Regions from separate parts of the Capra hircus genome. Here region 1 is linked to region 2. The links are chromatin contacts, called in public Hi-C maps. All regions are on one chromosome and are shown on one strand. Each heading gives the region's core, a stretch centred on a gene start, on an enhancer-like site or on the middle of the called end of the contact. The rest is flanking DNA. Distances are from core to core; before and after follow the strand shown.

Region 1 (5,231 bases), core at 2,297-4,796, 40 kb after region 2:
TTCATTTTCCAGATGAGGAAATGGAAGGCTCAGGAGGAGGAGACATCACTTATCAAGGAGGACCTCATTGGGAAAGTGACAAAGCCAGGATTTGAACCCAGGTCCGCAGGCTCAAGTCCCAGATATCAGGACTCTGATACAGTCCCAGAAGCAGCTGTAATGGGTCAGAACAGAGCTCAGGCCCAAGCGGAAAGCCACGGAGGCATTTTAAGCAGGGGAGAGCTGCGTGTGCTCAAGGCTCACACCCGGATCTCAGTGCTAGCTCCTGTCCCAGCCCCTGCCCCAGGAAACAGAACCAGGACTGTGAAAAGTGAGGAACGCCCTCCCCGTGTGGCCTGAACCCAAACAGGAAGAACCTGGGTGACAGCAGGAAGATGGGGGTGTCCCCAAACACCTTCAAAAACGCCTACAGACATAGATGAAGCAGATCCCAGAGTGGGAAGGAAACCAGAGCCCCCTGCTCCCGGCTGCCCTCCAGGCTTCCTCCCAGGAGGATACACAAGGCATTGGGCTCACACACAGTCTCTGACCCACAACGGGGGCAGGCACTGGACAGCCGCAGAGACTGCCTGTCAGGGCAAGGAGCCTCGAATCATGGCCAACCTGCCCAGGCCACCCGAGCCCAGCTCCCAACCTGCTCCAAAGCCTGGTCCACAACACCCCAGTGAGCCAGGTGAGCAATCAAATCAAGTCTCTGGGTCAGATACACACACACACATACTTGCAACTTTCAACACAAAACACAGGGCCTGGAATCTGATCTCTGATAAGCTTAAGAAGTTCTACCATCCTAAAAGGGGCTGCCTGTTCTATAAATGGCCCCCCAACACAAACCCCCCATCGTAATCAGCACATTCCCCACACCAGGGCACAGAGCCGACATCAATCACGGGGCTGAGAAGTCGGCCAGTATGGCAGGCTCCTTTGCGCATCTGAAGTCTGTGTCCTTTCCCAAACAGCTGCCAAGCCTTATTAGATGCTTTAAAAAACAGAAGAGAAGGCCCTTTTGGGTGGAGGAGGGTGGGACACGCTACTCCAAAGCACTTAGACAAAAGGCCCACAGGCTGAGCCCACTTGGGCGGAGACATCTGGCCCTAATCCCAGCTCACCTGCTGCAACTTCACAAACACTGGACCGGTTGGCAGTGACCTGCTGCCGCCATCTGTTGGGCACTGGAGCAGGTCAGAGAGGCGCCCTCAGAAGAGCCTGGCCCAGCTCCTGGTCGGCAAACACTTCCAGCATGCTCACCTACCTGCCTGGCCTCCACCCACAGAACTCAGAAGGGCTATCACTATCCCATTTTACAGGTGAGGAACCCGAGGCACACAACCAATAAGGGGAAGCCAGGACCTGAATTCAAGCCCACCGGCTCCAGAGTGCATGTTCCCCATCTCTCTTCAGTGTGGCCTTCGCTGGGGGCAGAGAAATGCAATCTGCCTTCTCTCCCTTCTCCCAGCTGAACCCCTCCCACTCCCACAACACGATCACGCTTCTGAAAGACTGGAGCAAGTGACGGGCCTCAGATAGAGAACGGGAGCTGCAGACAGTGCCACCAATGCCGGGGGGTCAGCGGTCCTGGGGTGAGAGGCTCCCTCAGACCGAGGGCCACCTGCACGGGGAGACCCAGGAAGCCCACAGTGCCCTGACCTAGTCTCCAAGGGCTGTGCGCCCCCCGGCCCCAGCCGACCACGTCCACTCACCCGTAAGTCCGCTGGATCAAAGTAGGGGGCACCTGCTGCACGCTGATGGCAAAGCCTAAAATGAGAGACCAGTTAGGGAGGGGCCCAGCATCACCAAGGGAAGACCCCTACAGCCCTCCACCTCTAGTCTAAAGGGGTAAACAGCTTCCTCTCCCCTCCCAGGCACCTCCACCTGAACCCCAGAACTCCCAGCAAAAGGGGGCCCACAGAGCTGAGGGGCAGCAGCCGCTGGGCTAGCGTCCTCCCGAGCTCCAGCTCTGGGACCCACTTCCTCCCTCCGGTGAGGACAGCTGACAAGCGGGTGATCTGCCCTCCTCGCCCTGTCCCACCGGCACACGCTGCCGGAGGAAGGGGTTCGACTTCCGAGCTGGGAGCTGGGGGATGACTGCCCTGTGACGGCTCTCTTGGAGCACATGACAGCCAACTGCTACTCCTGGAGCAGAGCAGGGTGAGGGGGGGGCCGCCTCTTCCACCCGGCAGATACCAAGGCTGAATATAGCAACCAGAAGCACAGGAAAGCAGGGACTCTCACCCGTCTGGAGGCTGCGCGGCTTGGCACCCAGATAGGCCAAGTTCACGTTCGCCTTGCGACCATCGATGTTGGGGTTAGGGTCTTTGCAAGCCCTCTCTGCGGCTGCCCGGTCGGCCATGGTCACCTGGAGGAGCACAGAGGCATCAGGGGCTTCCCCAGAAGGTGGGGGAAGCAGAGAGTGGGCTCTAGAGCCCAGGCACCCCGGCATTCACTTCTCCTGACTCCAGGTGCCCGCTACCCAAGGCATCCGCCCAGCCCCCGTCCAGCCTAGGGCCCCCACCCCAAAGCTGCCCTTGGACCCCAGCTCCTCCCTCCGAGTTCAAGCGCTAAGAAACGCGGCCTTGAAGGGCAAAAACAATCCCCTGGGACGACAGCGAAACCCGAAGGGAGGGAGGGGTCCTGGCCTGGCCTACCCGGCCCGTGGGGACCACCAGTTTCCTCACGGGAGGGGTTTGGGGACACCCTAGTTAGAAAAGGAGTAAGAGAAGTGTCTTCAGGCCGACTCTGACTTAGGTTGTTTGGGGTGTCTGTGGGAGTTGCTGGAAAATAAAACACGGGTTGCTCAAAGGCTCCTAGGTGCCCCAGGGTGAAGCCCTGTTCCTCGCTCGCTTGTTGCTCCAGGAAGTGCCGAAAAGTAGCCGGCCGTCCCCAAAACCTCTCCACAAACTTAGAAGAGTCCTAATTGAACAGAGCGGCTCTCCCTTTTAAAGCCGGCGTGGCGTGGGGGCAGGGAGACGGGGTCAGGACCGGCTGCAGCCCGAGAACGGTCAGCAGGTGCCGAGCCGGCGGGAGGCGCCCGGGGCTGGCGTGCGCCCGCCGCTTGACTCAGCGCCCCGGCCGCGATAAGTGCGGGGCGGGAGCGTCCGGCCGCGGGGCCACTTACGAAGCCGTATCCGCGAGACTTGCCCGTCTGGCGGTCGGTGATGACCACGGCCTCCTCGATGTCCCCGAAGCCCTCGAAGTACTTCCTGAGCGAGGCGTCGGTGGTATGGTAGGGCAGGCCGCCCACGAAAATCTTGGTGAACGTGGTGTCCTTCTGCGAGCCGTGCATGGCGCCGTGGGCGGCCGGGGGCCGCGAGAAGCCCGCGCTCGGGGCGCACGGCGCGGGCTGCAGCAGCATGGGGGGCGCCCCGCCGCCTACGGACCCGGGCCGCGTGGGGCTGCGCTCATTGAGGGCGGTGGGGGGGCGAGCGGGGCAGCAGGGGCGCCGGTCTAGCCGCCAGGCCCGTCCACGCGCGGGCCGCTCCCGCCGTGCGCGCCTCACTGCGCTGCGCTGCGCTCCAGCCGGCGTTGCGGGCACCCTGCGCCTCAGCGCCTGCCCCGCGGGCTTTGTAGTCGGCCCCGCCCCGGCCCCGCCCCCGGCCCGCCCAGGCCCCTCCCTATAAAGCCGGCCCCGCCCCCAGCCTCAGCCCCGCCCCGCCCCGGGCGCGCGAGGAGCGCCGGGAAGCGTAGTCCAGGTCCCGCCCCACCGCGCCCCACGTGCGGTGGGGAAGCACTTGGAGCAGGGCGCGCACTTGCGGAGGGAAAACATCCGGGTTTTCTAGGGCACCTGTTCCGTGCTCGCTGGGTTCTGGGCCCCTCTCCTCGTATAGATCACAATCTAGCGAACCAGATGTACACGATTCAGATCGTGTTTAGTGAGTCGACGTTTCTCCCAGTGCTGCCTCCAGTACAACAACGTATTGAAGGTGAAATGAGTTTTGTCTTTATGCACAGGTGCTAAGTAGTTTCAGTAGTGTCCCACTCTTTGTGACCGCCACGGACTATACCCTGCCAGGTTCCTCTGTCCTTGGAATTCTATAGGCAAGAATACTGGAGTGGGTTGCCATGCCCTCCTCCAGGAGATCTTTTCAATCCACAGACTGTACCCTCATCTCTTATGTCTTCTGCACCGGCAGGCAGGTTCTTTACCACTAGAGCCACCTGGGAAGCCCCGTTTGTTGAGAATGTATGTGTGTATGCGTGCATGCGTGTGTGTGTGTCTGTGGTCTATATACATGAATATAATTAGTTCGAGGAATTTTAGAGTGTGGGTGTGTGATCTATATACACGAATATAATTCATTCAAGGAATATTTATTAGGGTGTGGGGGATGCAGAAATGCACAGAACACACTCTAGCCCCACCAAGCCGCTATGAACAAGACAAATAAACGGGTTCAGTTCAGTTGCTCAGTCGTGTCCGACTCTTTGCAACCCCATCGACTGCAGCATGCCGGGCTTCCCTGTCCATCACCAACTCCCGGAACTTGCTCAAACTCATGTCCATTGAGTCGGTGATGCCATCCAACCATCTCATCCTGTGTCGTCCCCTTTTCCTCCTGCCTTTGCTCTTTCCCAGCATCAGTCTTTTCCAATGAGTCAGTTCTTTGCATCAGATAGCCAAAGTATTGGAGTTTCAGCTTCAGCATCAGTCCTCCCAAGGAATATTCAGGACTGATTTCCTTCAGGCTTGACTGGTTGGATCTCCTTGCAGCCCAAGGGACTCTCAAGAGTCTTCTCCAACACCACAGTTCAAAAGCATCAATTCTTTGGCACTCAGCTTTCTTTATAGTCCCAACTCTCTCCCATCCATATGTGACTTACTGGAAAAACTATAGCTTTGACTAGACAGGCCTTTGTCGGCAAAGTAATATCTCTGATTTTTAACTATACAATATATTACCCATTAGGAAATAAATCAGGGCACTGCCATCCAGGAATGGCCAGAGTGGTCCCTGAAGCCCCTCTGATAAAGTGACTGGGCAGGGGAAGTAATTCTGGCCTCATCAGAAGTCCATCTCAGGGCTCGGGATTCCTCTCTCTGTTGGCAACATCTGGGGGAAAGCAAACAGAAAGGGCAGTGCCATTCTCTTTGTCCCTTCCCCAACCATAGGGCCCACCGCTGGGACTCTGTAGCAAGACCTGCTTCAGAATTGTCAAGGCCGCTTGTTCAAAGTTACTAGGAACTTCCTGTCTGACCAGAGCACTGAACCCAAGGCCCCAGCACCAGCATCCCC
Region 2 (4,909 bases), core at 2,290-4,789:
TCTGTGGGCCTCAGTTGCCTCTCCTGTAAAGTGGGAGAGTGACAATAGCCAGAGGTCTGCTGGATGCCAGGCTCTGTGTTAAGAGCTGTGCCAGTTATCACCTTCTGGAAAGGCTTAGAGCACCCTTGGAAGGAAGAGTGCTAACTCTGTGCAGACAAGGAACAAAACCCAGAGAGGGTGAGACAGCCACCCCAGGTTACACAGCTAGTAACAGTAAAGCATGGATTTGAGCTGTCTATTTCAGACCCTCACCCTGTGCAGGTGGGCAGTACACCAAAGGGGTGGACTGCAAGGGCTCTGGGGAGCCCCTTCCTGTTGATCCTGTGACCCTGGGCAAGTGGTTGCATCTTTCTGGGCCCGTTTTCCGCCTACAAAGTAGGGATAACAAGGGTCCCCACCTCCCAGGGCTGGTCATTGATACCAGGAAATTTGTATTAGGCATCTACCCTGGGCCAGGCCCTATCCTAGATGTTGATGATACAACAGAGAACAAAACAAACAAAACCCCCTGCCTAGAGTTTATATTCTGGGTGTGGGGACCCAGAATTGTGGACATATAAACACATCTATGTTGGGGATGGGAATAGAGTGAAGGTGGGGTTCCCTTTGATGAGGGGGCTAGGTGGGCTGTTCAGGGCCGTGGCATTTGAGCAGAACCTGAATGAAGGGAAGGAGCAGGCAGTGCAGATGTTGGGCAGATCCTGGGGGAAAGGCATCTGGGGCTGAAGGGGCAGCCAGTGCAAAGGCCCTGAGGCAGGCTCAGGCCTGGAGTGGCTGCAGCTGAGCGAGGCCGGAGAGGAGGTGCTGAAGGTGAGGCAGGCAGAGCTCTGGTTGTGCAGGGGTGAGGAACCGCTGGAGTGGTTCAAGCAGAGTGAGGACAGAATCACACGATTTTATTTAAGGATCTGTCTTCCTGCCTGTGGACAATCAGGAGGAGGCAATAATCCAGATGAAATGTGATGGTGCTTGGCCCAGCATAGGAACAGGCCAAGGTGGGGAGACAGTCACATTCTGGAGATACTCTCAAGAGTCAACAGCTTTTGAAAAACAAATATGGTATATTAAAGTATCTATGTGGAATCTAGAAAAGTGGTATAAATGGTCTTATTTGCAAAGCAGAAATAGAGACACAGACACAGAGAACAAATCTATGGACACCAAGGGGGGATGGGAGAGTGAACTGGGAGCCTGGGATTGACATATAGACACTATTGGTGTGGGTTTTAGTCGCTCAGTCAGGTCTGACTCTTCGCGATGTGGTGGACTATAGCCCACCAGGCTCCTCTGTCCATGGAATTCTCCAGGCAAGAGTACTGGTGTGGGTTACCATTCCCTTCTCCAGGGGATCTTCCCAACCCAGGAATTGAACCTGGGTCTTCTGCATTGCAGACAGAGTCTCTACTGTCTGAGCCCCCAGGGAAGCCCCATTAATACTATGTATAAAATATATAACTAATGAGAACCTAATATATAGCTCAGGGAACCTTACTTGGCACTCTGTGGTGACATAAATGTGAAGTAAATCCAAAAAAAGGGGGGATATATGAATATGAATATGTATATTCATATACATACTGATTCACTTTGCTGTGCAGAAGTTAACACAATATTATAAAGCAACCATACTCCAATAAAAATTAATTTAAAAAAAGAGTCAACAGGGTACAAGCGATGGGGAGTAAGAGGGTGTGGGAATCAAAGATGACCTCAGGATTAAGGGGAGGAGTGAATGAGTTAATGCCATAGGAGCTCTTAGCACAAAACCCAGTCTGCAGTAACCACTCAGTGAACGTGCATTCTTGTCATTATTAAATATGACGCTTTCTCTCCTAAGCTGCACTTCATCCTGGAAAACCTCTCTAATGAACAGGCCAGCTAAGAACTGATGCATGGGCCTAATGAAGTGGGAAAGGAAGAGTTGGGAAAATGAGAGCCCACAGCCAGGACAGCCCAGCCACCCTCCCCATAAGGAAACCCTCAAACCAGCATGGCAACAGCCGGCATCTGCACTGGACCTAAAGATGCTTCCTGACCCTGTCTTGGCAGGAGGGAGAGGAGGTAAGAAGAAAGAGGAGGGAAGACTTAGAGGATGAATTCTTGGTTCCTGGCGGGGAAGAATGGTGGGAGGGATAGTTAAGGAGTTTGAGACGGACATGAACACACAACTATATTTAAAATGGATAAGCAACAAGAATCTATTGTATAGCACAGAGAACTCTTCTCAATGTTATGGGGCAGCCTGGATGGGAGGGGAGTTTGGGGGAGAATGGATACATGTGTATGTATGGCTGAGTCCCTTTTCTGTCCACCTGAGACTATCCCAGCACTGTTAATTGGCTATACTCCAATACAAAATAAAAAGTTTGGGAAAAATGAAAAAGAAGAAAGAGAGAGGAGGAAGGGACGAGGAGGCCAAAGTTCCCAGAGACTCAAGAACTGGTCACCTAGACCCAAGGGGAGGGGTGGGCAAGACCCACACAATCCAGGATGATCTCACTGGGGACCAATGAGGACTCCTAGCTGAGGGCCCACCTCTACATCTGACCATTTCCACCTCATCTATCATTGGCTTCATATTTTTATTTGGAATGACTCACCTGTTTTGCTTTTTTTTTTTTTTTTTTTTTTTTCACTTAAGTAAGCTTATGGCAACCCACTCTAGTAATCTTGCCTGGAAAATCTCGTGGACAGAGGAGCCTGGCCCACTACAGTCCATGGAGTCAGAGAGAGTCAGATATGGCTGAGCCACTAGACAACAGCACCTTTTTTTTTTTTTTTTTAAGTAAGTTTATTTTAAAAGGAAAATCTATATCATCAAAAGTAAATGGAAAACCAGCATGAAAACTTGCCACTAATAGAGGATAACTCTGAAAGTGAGCATGGTGAAAGCAAATCATGTTGCCTGTCCTCAGTCTCTCTTAGCTCAGAAGAGGGACAGGCAGGGAATGGCCGGCCATCAAGATACGCGAGCACCAGGCTGAACCAAGGACAGAAAAATCGTTGAAAAGGGATGGCCTTTGCCCCCGTGCCCCACGCCTACCACACACCAAGCGTCCCTCAGCCATGACAGCCTGGGCCCCACATTTTCAACCAATTCACGCGGGCCAAGCCTGCTCTCTAGAGACGGAGACGGACGGTCCCAAGAACAGGAGCCTCTGCTCCCGGAGAGTTCACAGCGTGTCGGCACTCACACTAGTCTCAGACAGGCCATGGGGATGTGTCCCCTCCTGGGAGGCAGAGAATCCAAGCTCTGCCTTGTGCCAAGAGCATCTTCAAACAGTCATGTGTGTCCTCCTTGAAGCCACAGGTGCCTAGAGCTGTCACTGCCCTTCCCGCCACGAGGCCACCGGAGTTTCCGCTTGCGGGGAAAATACAAGGGTTCTGGGCATCAGTTCAACCGCTCAGCTCCCATCCAGGCAGTATGAAGGTTGTTGGCTTGATTCCCTGGACAAACACAGAGCGCGCGCACCGGCCAGGTCTGTGGGCTGGGCCTGGCCCACCAACACCGGCCACCAACGGCAGGCCTCCAGGGTGGCAGCTCACCCACATTCCAGAACCACAGGCCAGGGCATGCCTGCTGGGTGGCAGGCGCACATTTACCATCAAGAGGAAGCAGAAAGAAACTCCTTTGTCTTCTGGTAGCATCCTGGTGACAGCGCACACGCGTGCGCGCGCGCGCACACACACACACACACACACACACACACACACACACAGCAGCTGTCTCTTTGGCCAACAATTCTGCCTTCATGATACAGAGCAGTAATGTGGGGTAGGAACCCCCAAGTTTCCGGTGGGGCAGCTTGGGTTGAAACCTCAGCTCTGCTGCTCACCACCTGATTGGGAGGGCCGGACTCCAGGGCCCTCTAGGTCCTCATCTCTGAAAAGAAGCCTCAGAAATCACGCACCTCACAGAGCGGCTATAATGTTAAAGAGGTAATACATGTTCAGCATTTCAAGTAGTTGAGTACTCCCCCGAAAGTAGCACAGGGTATCTGGGGGTTTTGGCTTGCTTTTTTTTTTTTTTTTTCTATTTTCCACGTTTAAACAAGGCCACAATTTGCCAAAAGCCAAAATGCTGGGTCAGAGGGTCTATGCAGTTTCTCAGTGCTTATTTCAGGAAGACAGACTGAGCTTAAAACTCTGAATCTGTTTATAGCAAAGCTGATGTGTCACTTTCCCCACACCCCTGCCAGCACTGGGCTTTATCATCTTGTAATTGTTTCCTAATTGAATCAGCATGTAGCAGGCTTTTGTTTGCATTTCTTTCTTTGCCTACAAGGCTGTGCATTCTTCCAGGTAGCGGCTGTCTACACTCTCGCAGGGGTAAATGACTTGTTTACTCTTTTTCAATGTTTCTTGAGTGGCCTCTGTGACATCCTTTGATGGGTCCACAAGGAAAGCGCCTTTTGAGTAGGAAGGGAGACGGGAGAGGGTTGTAGCATGGGAACGTGGTGAGAGCTTCTGCCCCCACCCACCCCCATCTCCTGCCTTCACTTCACCTGAGTTTTCCCAGCTGAGGAAATGCTTCTCTGGGATGGGGTTGCAGGCACCCTGGCTGGGAGGAAGCAAGGAGGGGCCAGAGGAACTGATTGCATTCTCAGAGCAACAAGCCAGAAACCTAACAGGCTCCATTCCTGCCCCATTGGCCACCCGCTTCTCACCCCTAACTCTCCTAGAGCCCCTGAGTATCGGGAAACTTTCCTTCCAGACTAATGACATCAGAATAAATTCATTCGAGTTATGATACTGCAATGATTTTCTCTCTTTGTTCCTTAATCACTCAAACTCCCAGGTGCTGTGTTAGCAAGATGCCTGGAATCTCCTTTTTGGGTCCTCCCACACCTTGAATGGTCCAAGGATCCCTAGGTCATCTTCAACCCACAGGTAGGGGTGGGGCCTGTTCCCC

Evidence for each region. A called contact is a pair of places that touch in the nucleus more often than the background predicts.
Region 1: a Hi-C map of blood shows a contact between it and region 2, with 4 times the contacts expected there. The contact joins the promoter of RBM38 here to the enhancer-like site in region 2. A contact is called at or near these places in 2 of 5 Hi-C or Micro-C datasets (both in blood).

The regions. Positions count from the first base shown.
Region 1 is chr13:58,062,328-58,067,558 of ARS1.2, forward strand. It overlaps RBM38 (RNA-binding protein 38), which reads right to left and starts at 3,547. Exons shown (of 4, transcript XM_018057629.1): 1 at 3,116-3,547; 2 at 2,233-2,356; 3 at 1,701-1,755. The coding sequence starts at 3,352.
Region 2 is chr13:58,021,847-58,026,755 of ARS1.2, forward strand. No RefSeq gene overlaps it. Among named protein-coding and RNA genes, the nearest start is that of RBM38, 42 kb to the right of the region's middle. Within about 2 kb of position 3,540, at least 2 of the 5 cell types and tissues checked have an H3K27ac peak or open chromatin away from gene starts, as enhancers often do.